Regions from separate parts of the Oryzias latipes genome. Here region 2 is linked to region 1. A link is a contact called in public Hi-C data. All regions are on one chromosome and are shown on one strand. The core of a region is the stretch at or near the end of the contact, and the rest is flanking DNA. Distances in the headings are between cores, read along the strand shown.

Evidence for each region. A called contact is a pair of places that touch in the nucleus more often than the background predicts.
Region 2: a Hi-C map of embryo shows a contact between it and region 1, with 5 times the contacts expected there. The contact joins the promoter of prkaa2 here to the promoter of bloc1s2 in region 1. A contact is called at or near these places in 4 of 5 Hi-C or Micro-C datasets (embryo and fibroblasts).

What each region holds. Positions count from the first base shown.
Region 1 is chr4:3,360,465-3,365,302 of ASM223467v1, reverse strand. It overlaps bloc1s2 (biogenesis of lysosome-related organelles complex 1 subunit 2), which reads right to left and starts at 2,417. Exons shown (of 5, transcript XM_004067616.4): 1 at 2,198-2,417; 2 at 1,952-2,068; 3 at 1,427-1,546; 4 at 97-201. The coding sequence starts at 2,372.
Region 2 is chr4:3,529,491-3,534,328 of ASM223467v1, reverse strand. prkaa2 (5'-AMP-activated protein kinase catalytic subunit alpha-2) reads right to left here and starts at 1,941. Exons shown (of 10, transcript XM_004067619.4): 1 at 1,532-1,941; 2 at 680-821; 3 at 129-222. The coding sequence starts at 1,631. It overlaps plpp3 (phospholipid phosphatase 3), which reads left to right and starts at 2,277. Exons shown (of 7, transcript XM_004067618.3): 1 at 2,277-3,318. The coding sequence starts at 3,183.

The sequences.
Region 1 (4,838 bases), core at 1,168-3,667:
TTCCCAAATGACCCTGTTCAAAAGTCAACATCCCTTGATGACTTTGATGCAGCAAGAAAAGTTCTGTTTTAAACTGGACATCATCTATCTACCTACCCAGTTTCTTGGAGTATGCATCCAGTTTGTAGGCAGCTTGCTCAAGCGAGGATACTTGCTCCTCAATCTTATTTATTTGGTCCAAGTAAGGCTGCAGGCTTGCATCTACAATATCAACAACCAGAAATTATTCACAATACTTTCAAGTATGACACAATGTGAACATGGCCATGAAGCGGTTGACCTTCTCCACTACTCACAATAAGTTAGGGATCTTGTCATTTTCCTATTTGGTCTGAATTTTAATGAATAACGTAAATGTTCTCTTTGTTTTTGCTAATAACAAATGAGTATAAACACCATTTTCTTTAGTTTTATATTTATTACCCAACACATAAAGACAATAATAAAGATAGTCACACATCACAGAAATTTACCATATTAGTAGCGGGTATTTCCACCATTTGCTGCAATGATAGCTCAACAGCAACGTCTCGTGCTCCCATTGACTGTATAGAAAGAATATAAAGAACTGGGACTGAGCGAGTGGGACGTCACCCAGAGAAAATACCTTACTTTCAGCTCCAGTGAAATGAAGCCAATACAGTTGCCATTTTCCTGCGGTACAGATGTCGCCATGTTGGAGCCAGATATGATTGGTCCATGTGGTCTGAGCCAACATTTTTATGGCAACGACTGTCACCAGTCAAGAATGAGCATGTTGTGCGAGCATGGTTTTTCTGAAAACTCTAGTACCCCTCACATCTGGTAAAGGGGCCTGTAGCTGTGTGGCATTTGCTAAACCATGTCTGATGTCAGAGATCCTTAGGTTCCGGTCTATCACTCCCGTGTCTCAAACTCTGCCACTAGTTCTGGGTCTTGATGCAAGTCTGCTGATGACACTTTGAGACTCACCAAGTTCACCTGCAACATCTAACTGTGTACTACCAACCTGACGGCGCTATGGCCAGGTGGCGCTTTCTCATCCATTAAGCGGCGTTGTTAGTTCATGGATGTTTGAATAATGAACCTTGAATGACTTAATGGTAAAAATCTGCTTTTCAGACTCACACAATGTTGACACTGATGCCACACTGAAAAAGTTGTTCTTTTAGGATTTTTTGGTTTTGGCGCCAGTAAGTAAGATCCAAAATCTGTTTAGTCAAACGAACACTGTATATTGTGAGTTTTTCCACAATATCCCTAACTTATTGTGAGTAGTGTATAAGGGACTAAACCTACAATCAGAGGATTGTAGGTTTAGTCCCTGCCCTGCTTAGCCTTAAAGCAAGACAGAAAACAGGTTATTGTGACTGCAGTCCACCATCTACCATGTTTCATGAAAAACACGATGACAATTTAGGCTTTCCTTATTCCACTTTCTACTTACACTTGTTGTTGAGATCTTGCAGATTGCGGCTAATGTTGATACTAATGTCCTTCATTTCCATGTATTTCAGACTTGTAAGCTTATTCATATTCTCCAACAAACTGTAATCTTCGCAGGTGGCTGAAAAGACAGGTACGGTCAGAAGATGAGAAGACAGAGTAAAAAAAATGGTTGTGACCTTAAATGTCTCATAAACACACTCTTTTCTGGAGACTCGGCCCCTTTCAATGAAAGTTTAACCTGGACTCCGGTTTGATTAGGAATGTCACATAAAGACATGTTGACTGCATTGGTTTTCTGGTTTATGACTTTTACCAACAACTCAAAAACATTCTATAAACAACCAGACAGCATGTAAAATACTAAAACAAAATCCTAATCTAGAAAAGGAGTCATTTCATGTGGACAGTATACTTCGGTTGCTCTTGTGACCTAAAGGCTCACTGGAGGTCGTTTAAAATGAGAAGTATTTATCTCAGTCCACCTAGTAAGAAGTAAAAAGAGTATAAATGTTGGTGAAAGTACCAGTTAGCTCTCCCTGGAGGAAGATGGCCATCTTTTCAAACATATCGGAGCACAACTCGTTGATGTCCGGCTCTGCGGGCTCCACAGCCTCCTCTGCTGTTTCCACACCACCATCACCTGAAGTCAGCGCCATTTGTTACACTCTCCCATTCCCGCTCCTTTCTTTCATACATTACTCAAGTAAAAAAACACGGTGGATGCACAGTAAACATAAGACGGACGCTGATGGACGTGAAAGTCACGTACTGCTGACGCCGGTTTTCTTCGGAGCGATCACCGGGTTTTCCGCTTCGGCCTCTGGGTGTTCCGCCGGAGTCCCGCTGCTGCTGCTGCTGCCGGCAGCGTCCAGTGCCGCCGGGAGGCTCGCTGGTTCCCTGGAAATGCTGTCCATTGCTGCAGCTTCGTCTCCGGTCGCGGCCATTTTGTTCCTACTCGTGTCACGTGACAGGAGTTTTCACGTGACCGCCATCCTGCTGACGCTAACACCCGCGCCCTTTCAATGTAAAGCGCTCCCAACGAGGGAAACATACAATGAATTCTGTTTGCGTACAGTAGCTTTATTTAGTTGTTTTAGCTGCGGGATGGCTCGGTTAGTGAAGTGCAGGAGTGGCGGGTGTGAAACCAGGGTTCGTGATGGGCCTCATCCAGTGTGGGTCCTTGGCAATACCCCTCAAACAGACCGCGGTCGAGTGAGCCGACATCTGCGGAAGTGCGGTCTCGCTAGCCGTCACTGACTTTTTGCATGCGCGTTTACCTCATACTTTACGGTACACACCCCCAGCGAGCTGAAAAGACGGTATAAAGCGCTAATATCACCCATGGCACAGTTACATATTATCAAATAACATGGACTGTGCTCTGAAATCAAAGAGAGCTATTGCAAGCCCTATATTGTTATTTGATGAACAAATGTATTCATTTGGATTGCACATCTGTTCACTCCATGATAAACTACCAGAAATAATGTGTTTGTCTGAAATATAATCAAACAGACAGATTCTAAAAGTGAGCTTTAACACTGACAAGAGTGTTTTGTGGGTTGTTGAGCATGTCATGGAATGGAATCAAACAGAAATGAAGAAACTCCACGTAAAAAGGGAACATCTGGTCCTGTCAACTCTTTCTAAAGTTGCTTCATTTAAGGTGAGGCAAAACTTTCACTGGATTATTGTTGGTAATTTTGTTCATGATCATCTCAGCAAGTTTGGAGCAATTTGACTGGAGATTATTAGTGATATTGACATTATAGTCTAATTCAGCCTCCTTCATTCATGGATAGAGTTTAATATGTGAACCATTCAAAATGCCACTTTATCAAAAGGTGTCGAAAAACTTTCAATGGATTATTGTTGGTAATGATGTTCATGATCATCACAGCAAGTTTGATGAAAATTGACTGCAAAAAATACTCTTACCATGTAATACCTAAAATGGAGGTTAATAAACATGTTATGAATGAGGAGGCCTGAATTGGTCTATAATGTGAATTTCTCTAATTTTCTCCAGTCAATTTTCTTCAAACTTGCTGTGATTATCATGAACATCATTACCAACAATAATCCAGTGAAAGTTTTACATCATCTTTTGAAAAAAGTGGTATTTTGGATGGTTCACATGTTATACTATGACTATAAATGCAGGATGCTTGGGTGTACTATAACTTTAATTTGTCTACTTTTCCACAGTCAATCTTCTTCAAACTTGCTGTGATGTTAGTGAACATCATTACCAACAATAATCCAGAGAAAGTTTTGCGTCACCTTTGAAAAAAGTGGTATTTTGGATGGTTCACATTTTATACTTTAACTATAAAGGCAGAATGCTCAGGTCTACTATAACTTTAATATCTCTATTTTTCTCCAGTCAATCTTCTTTAAACTTGCTGTTGATGATCATGAACATCATTACCAACAATAATCCAGTGAACGTTTTGCGTCACCTTTTGATAAAGTGGTATTTTGGATGGTTCACGTACACTCTAACTATAAATGAGGGAGGCTGAATTGGACTATAATGTCAATTTCTCTCATTTTCCCTAGTCACTTTTCCTCAAACTTGCTGAGATGATCGTGAACAACATTACCAACATTAATCCAGTGAAAGTTTTGCCTCACCTTAAATGAAGCAACTTTAGAAAGAGTTGACAGGACCAGATGTTCCCTTTTTACGTGGAGTTTCTTCATTTCTGTTTGATTCCATTCCATGACATGCTCAACAACCCACAAAACACTCTTGTCAGTGTTAAAGCTCACTTTTAGAATCTGTCTGTTTGATTATATTTCAGACAAACACATTATTTCTGGTAGTTTATTATGGAATGAACAGACGTGCAATCCAAATGAATACATTTGTAGATCAAATAACAATATAGGGCTTACAATAGCTCTCTTTGATTTCAGAGCACAGTACATGTTAATTGATAATGGGTAACTGTGACATAGGTGATATTAGTGCTTTATACCGTCTTTTCAGCTCGCTGGAGGTGTGTACCGTAAACTATGATGTAAACCCGCATGCAAAAGTCAGTGACGGCTAGCGAGACCGCACTTCCGCAGATGTCGGCTCACTCGACCGCGGTTCAAACAGGAAGTACCTGCTGGTCCCAAAAAGTCGAAATCCTGGTACTTTTTAAGGATTAAAAGATTCATTCATTCATTCATTTTCTATTCCGTTTTGTTCCTTTCGGGGTCACGGGGCTGCTGGAGCCTATCCCGGCCACTTTTAATCCACAAGTGGATTCAAAGATCTGGCACAAATATAATCCATACAAATGTAAACGTAATATTTTTTTTCTAAAAAATGATGGTTGTAATTGTTGGTTTGAAATTAAACGGAATGCTTCGATAAAATATTGTTTTGGGGAAGAGCTTTGTTTTGATGTTTTGAT
Region 2 (4,838 bases), core at 692-3,191, 170 kb before region 1:
TCTTCTGGAAATGCAGATCCTTCTAGTTATGAATTAGGATGACGGATCTCTGAAGTCCAGGGTCAAATGGCAGCTAGGACATCACTTGAACAGCAGATGAACACAGACGGAGGATGGAAAAGCCTCACCCGCCCATTTTTGCAGATGTAGTCAAACAGCTCCCCTCCAGACACGTACTCCATCACCATGAAGAAATCTGTTGGAGTACTGATTACCTGGTATCTGGAACAAAAGCAGAGGCCTCATTGTTGTTGTCGCTCAATGTTATTTAGTCTTCCTGAATCACACACAAGGGTCGGAGAATGTGTACAACACAACTCAATCTGAGCCCCACACAGAGCACTACAACACTAAAAATGTGGGGAATGTTTCTGCAGGTGCTGCACGGGTCACCTGAGCCTTCAGACGATCGGGTGTGGCCTAAAGATCCCCGCTCACAACGCTTCACAATGAAAAGTAGGACAACATTCTTCCAGAAAAATACAAGAGGCATGGAGGAGGATTGAAGGCAGCGTGTAAACAGGAGGGCACTGAGTGTGTGGTCCAGCTTGTGAAGTGTGTGAGCGAGCTCTTCAAAGAGCAGCCGCCGCGGTGTCCAACAGAGACAAAAACGCCAAGAGCTGAAGCCGAGCAGGCCTTCATTCCAGCAGCCGCTTGAAGTCTTAGAGGGACCACTTACAGCTTGATGATGTGCGGGTGTCTGAAGAGTTTGAGGTTCTGGATCTCCCGTTTGATCTTTCCCACAACATCGAGGCTTCGGATCCTCTGTCTGTTCAGGATCTTCACGGCCACTTTATGTCCAGTCAGCTGATGCTCTCCAACTGCAGCAGACATGAGGGGACAGACAGGCCTTTTAGACCACAGAGCAAAGGGAGCTGGAAGGATAAAAACCTTGTTAGGATCAGTTCTGCTTGTCCTGATGGTCCAACGACCTGTAACTTTCTCTCTGCCTGTTTCAAAGCCCAGACAGCCACGTGAATCCAGATCTGAGGTGGGCTCTCCTTTCACATGACCCCCCAGAGAGAAGGAGGGGATGGGACTCATGGGAAAAATGCTTCAAGTCCACCTTTCTTTTGACGGTGAGACCACCAGAACCAAAGCAAACGCGGGTTGGCCGTGAAAGCTCTGTACGGTAGCGGTTCTGTTGGGTTGACCTGGGCGCTCCGGACACCGAACCAGGAGAACCCTAGCCGCCGATCTGGGCGGGGGAAGGGGGGGGTGTTTTATCACAGACGGGCAACCCCCCTATTATTGGGCCGGAACGGCTTCAGAAATGACCCCATCCAGCTGCTCGGTACCTGCTCCGGCGGCGCGCGGGGCTGCGCACGCGGCGCATGTTTGACTTTGAAGCGGCCCCATTCCCAGATCAAAGTTACGCCCCTGACGTCGACCGTTAGCTGCGCAGCACCGAGCGGCTACGCTAACTTCTCCGAGTCAAGTTCACGCGGTCCACTCAGAGGGCGAACCGCTCCGAACCGAGCCCCGCCACGCACGCACGCACGCACAGACAGACACAAACACACCACTTAACTCTTCACTTTGCCAAACGTCCCCACTCCCAGCGTGTCGCCGAGGATGTAGTGTCCGATCTTGACCCTGCCTTCGTGCTTCTGCTGTTGCCGCTCTGCCATCTTCCCGTTACCGACGGCCGCGCTGCTCGGTGCGCGCGCGGAGGGGCGGGAGGACCGCGAGAGGCGGCTTGTCTGGTGGAGGTCAGGTGCCAGCTGTCCGAAAAAAAGAAACGAGCATCACGCGGAGCTTCCACGGGTTGTTCCTCTCAGGAAGCGAACCCCTAACCCTCCGTGAAAAACGGCTTTGCTTGTGGTGAAGGCACAAAGCTGCACGAGCTCAGCTCAGGCACTCCAAGATACGAGGAAAACCAGCGCAAAAGACCTTCATTTACGTCACTGTGGAAGTGTTTGGACTAGCGCGTGCTGATCTTTTTAAAAATAGGAACCTAAATGCAGCCTTAAGGCGCTTTGCGCTTTCTTTTACTGCTTCAAGTCAAATGACACATCCTGAAGTCCTTTCTTTCTCATTGATATCTGTTGAAGTAATTCTACATTTGTTTAGGAACAAACCACAGATTTGAACTACATGTGGCTCATTTATAGTGGAGTGAAAGGCTCAACCAGTGCTGCGTTCAAGGTCAAACGTCTGTTCCAGACATTCCCCCTGCTGTTATGCTCTTCTAAAATCCAATTACACCGTCTGTCCCATCGCATGGCTTGTATAACTATGTATTTATTTACATTTAGATGAAAAAACTTTATATATGCTTTCAAATATGTTACTTTGGATGAAATGGTGAAAGAAGATTCCGAAAACTAATTTTGTTATTTGTTGGCCTAATTATGTTTTTAACTAACTGAGTGAAACTGTGAAATTTCGCACTTAAACTAATTAAAAACTCCCTTTTCACTCCTGCCCAAAGAGAGTGAAGTTCTCCTATTTGGCCAGAAGATGGCAGTATATACTCGATATTTGCTGGACTGTTTTAGCCATGAAAGTTACATTTATATAAATAAATAAGATGACTTGCGCGAGTCGTATCCACTAAAACACCAGTATAAGAATGTATGGTACCTAATTAAATGTCATAATTAGTTATCAAATTTGGAGTTTTTATCCACACCATAGTGTATTTAAAAGATACAACGGGAGAAAAGAAACTGCAGCAAAGCAAATAGCTTCGACTGAATGAAGATTTATTTTGCTTTTTAACCCACACGCACGCTCACACGCACTCTGACCCTGTTGTGCGTGCGTCCCGGTGAACTGGGGTGACTGTGAACTGCTATAGGAGCGCTCCGGAGCGCGCAGCTCTCAGCAGTGCGCCTGTAGTACCGCGCATGGCCACAGGGGGGTATGTTGCCCCCCCTTTCTTCGCAGACAGTGTCGGAACTATGGGATGGGGGCGATTACCCACCGCTAGCGGAGGGAGGAGGAGGGCCGAGGCTGCAGCGAGAACCTACAGGGAGGAAGGGGGAGGAGGAGAAGACGGGTTGATATAACGAGAAGGACACTTGATGCGCAGCGCCAATTCTTTCTCAGTCCAAAGTTTCCGTGCCGTTCGGCCGCATGTGACTTGTTGTTGTGGGTCCGTCCAGATCGACTGAAGGACTGTTTCTCCTCCTGCGCGCTGTGGGACTCTGAGCTGAGAACGGACTGAGAGTTTTCCGATGCAACAGTACATGTATGAGAAAGCAATGGCCCAAGAGACAAGGAACGGTGGAACCTCGACGTTAAACAGCAGCGGTGTTGGGAACAGTAAGAAGAAGTTTCTGGTGGCGCTTGACATCTTCTGCCTCCTGCTGGGTAAGTTGTCCCTAGCGTCCTCTTTCCTCCTGGCTGCTGCAGTCTGAAAGTCTAACTTCTGGCCCACTTTCCTCTGGAAACAGCAGATAAGAGACCGTTTATAATGGCTGACAAATAAAAGCCTTATCACGCTGAGCGTTTGGCCAGCATCTCTGACAGCTCAAGAACTGGAGCTGCAGCATCCTGTTATCATCCGACCCATGCAGACGAGTCCAGTCCCCACCCAGGTTCCAGCTGCCATGTTCATCCGTTTATTCATTCTTCTGATTGTTCTGAAAAGCATTTCAACTGCTGCATGTTCGCCGTGTGAAGAGGAGACGGGACTGGACTGTTTTCTCAGCTGAGACGGCATCCTGAAATAAGATGTTCCACTCACGGATGGAGTGTCACAGCAGTGCGGCGCTGCCTGCAGCCTGCCAGCACGCCTTCAGCACTAATGTTTTCAAGTGTTGGAACCTGCCCCTTTACTGCCCCTAAAATAGCAAGACGCCCCTTCATGTGCCCCAATAACCTCACTCATCTGACCTTTAACCTCCAATGCCTTGCAGGCTGAGCTGCCCATACATAGAGATGGGGGGGGGCAGAGGGGGCGGTCAAAGCTGAAGTTGTGTTTGGGCCGACTTGTTATTCTGCAGGCGTCCCGGTCCGATCCGGCGTGTTTGTGTGCGAGGCTTTGATGGCCGTTTTGTGACTCTAGCTCGGCTCTTTCAGTTTAGAGCTGAAGTGTTTCTCGCTTTTTTTTCTCCTTTTCTCCTCCATCTGCTTTGTTCAGAACTTTTTCCCCACTCTGCCCCGGAACGCAGCAAACCCCTGACCAGCTGCCCCGAGCGCTCCACGTCAGGCTGCTGTCTCTCTTCCCAGCTCCGGCTGGCCAGGAGAATGTGTGGAATAACAGCTTACCCATGTGTCATGGCAGGGGGGGGAAATACCTCTCCAATTTAGAAGAGAGGGGCTGAAAAGTGGGATTTGTGGCCGACCGGGCTTTAGAGGAGCAGGTGGGAGTGACACCAGCAGCTCTAAGTTGAGAAGCTGAGGCCTTAAAAACGGAAAATTGTCTGAGGGAACTGGGTTTTGTGACCCTGCTGTGGCAAATGTTGCAGATTGCCTCCACACTCAGTTTAATGGTGTGAGGAGGAAGCGGATCTGTCTGACAGCGGCAACGTCTACTCGTTAAAGAACCTCAGACGGCGATGCTGCATCTCAGCTGGGCTCCTATAAATGCAGATGCGCTTTGAGCACATGTGGAGCGAATAAACCAATTTCCGTTTGCACGTCTGTCTGCGCTTCTGATGCTGCAGACATTTGGATGTAAACACACGCCATACATGTAAATACACAGGTCCAAACGGGCACAGATTCCACTTTGTTATGCTAAACACAGCCTGGCTGGGCTGCTGGATGATTATTGGTTGGCCCACTTTAGCGGGATTGTGGGCAAATGGGGTCAAATGAGAAGTGAAGGGGGGGGTGGTATTGGAGCATTCTGAGGGGATGAATGTGGGCGTATGGGGGGGTTCAGA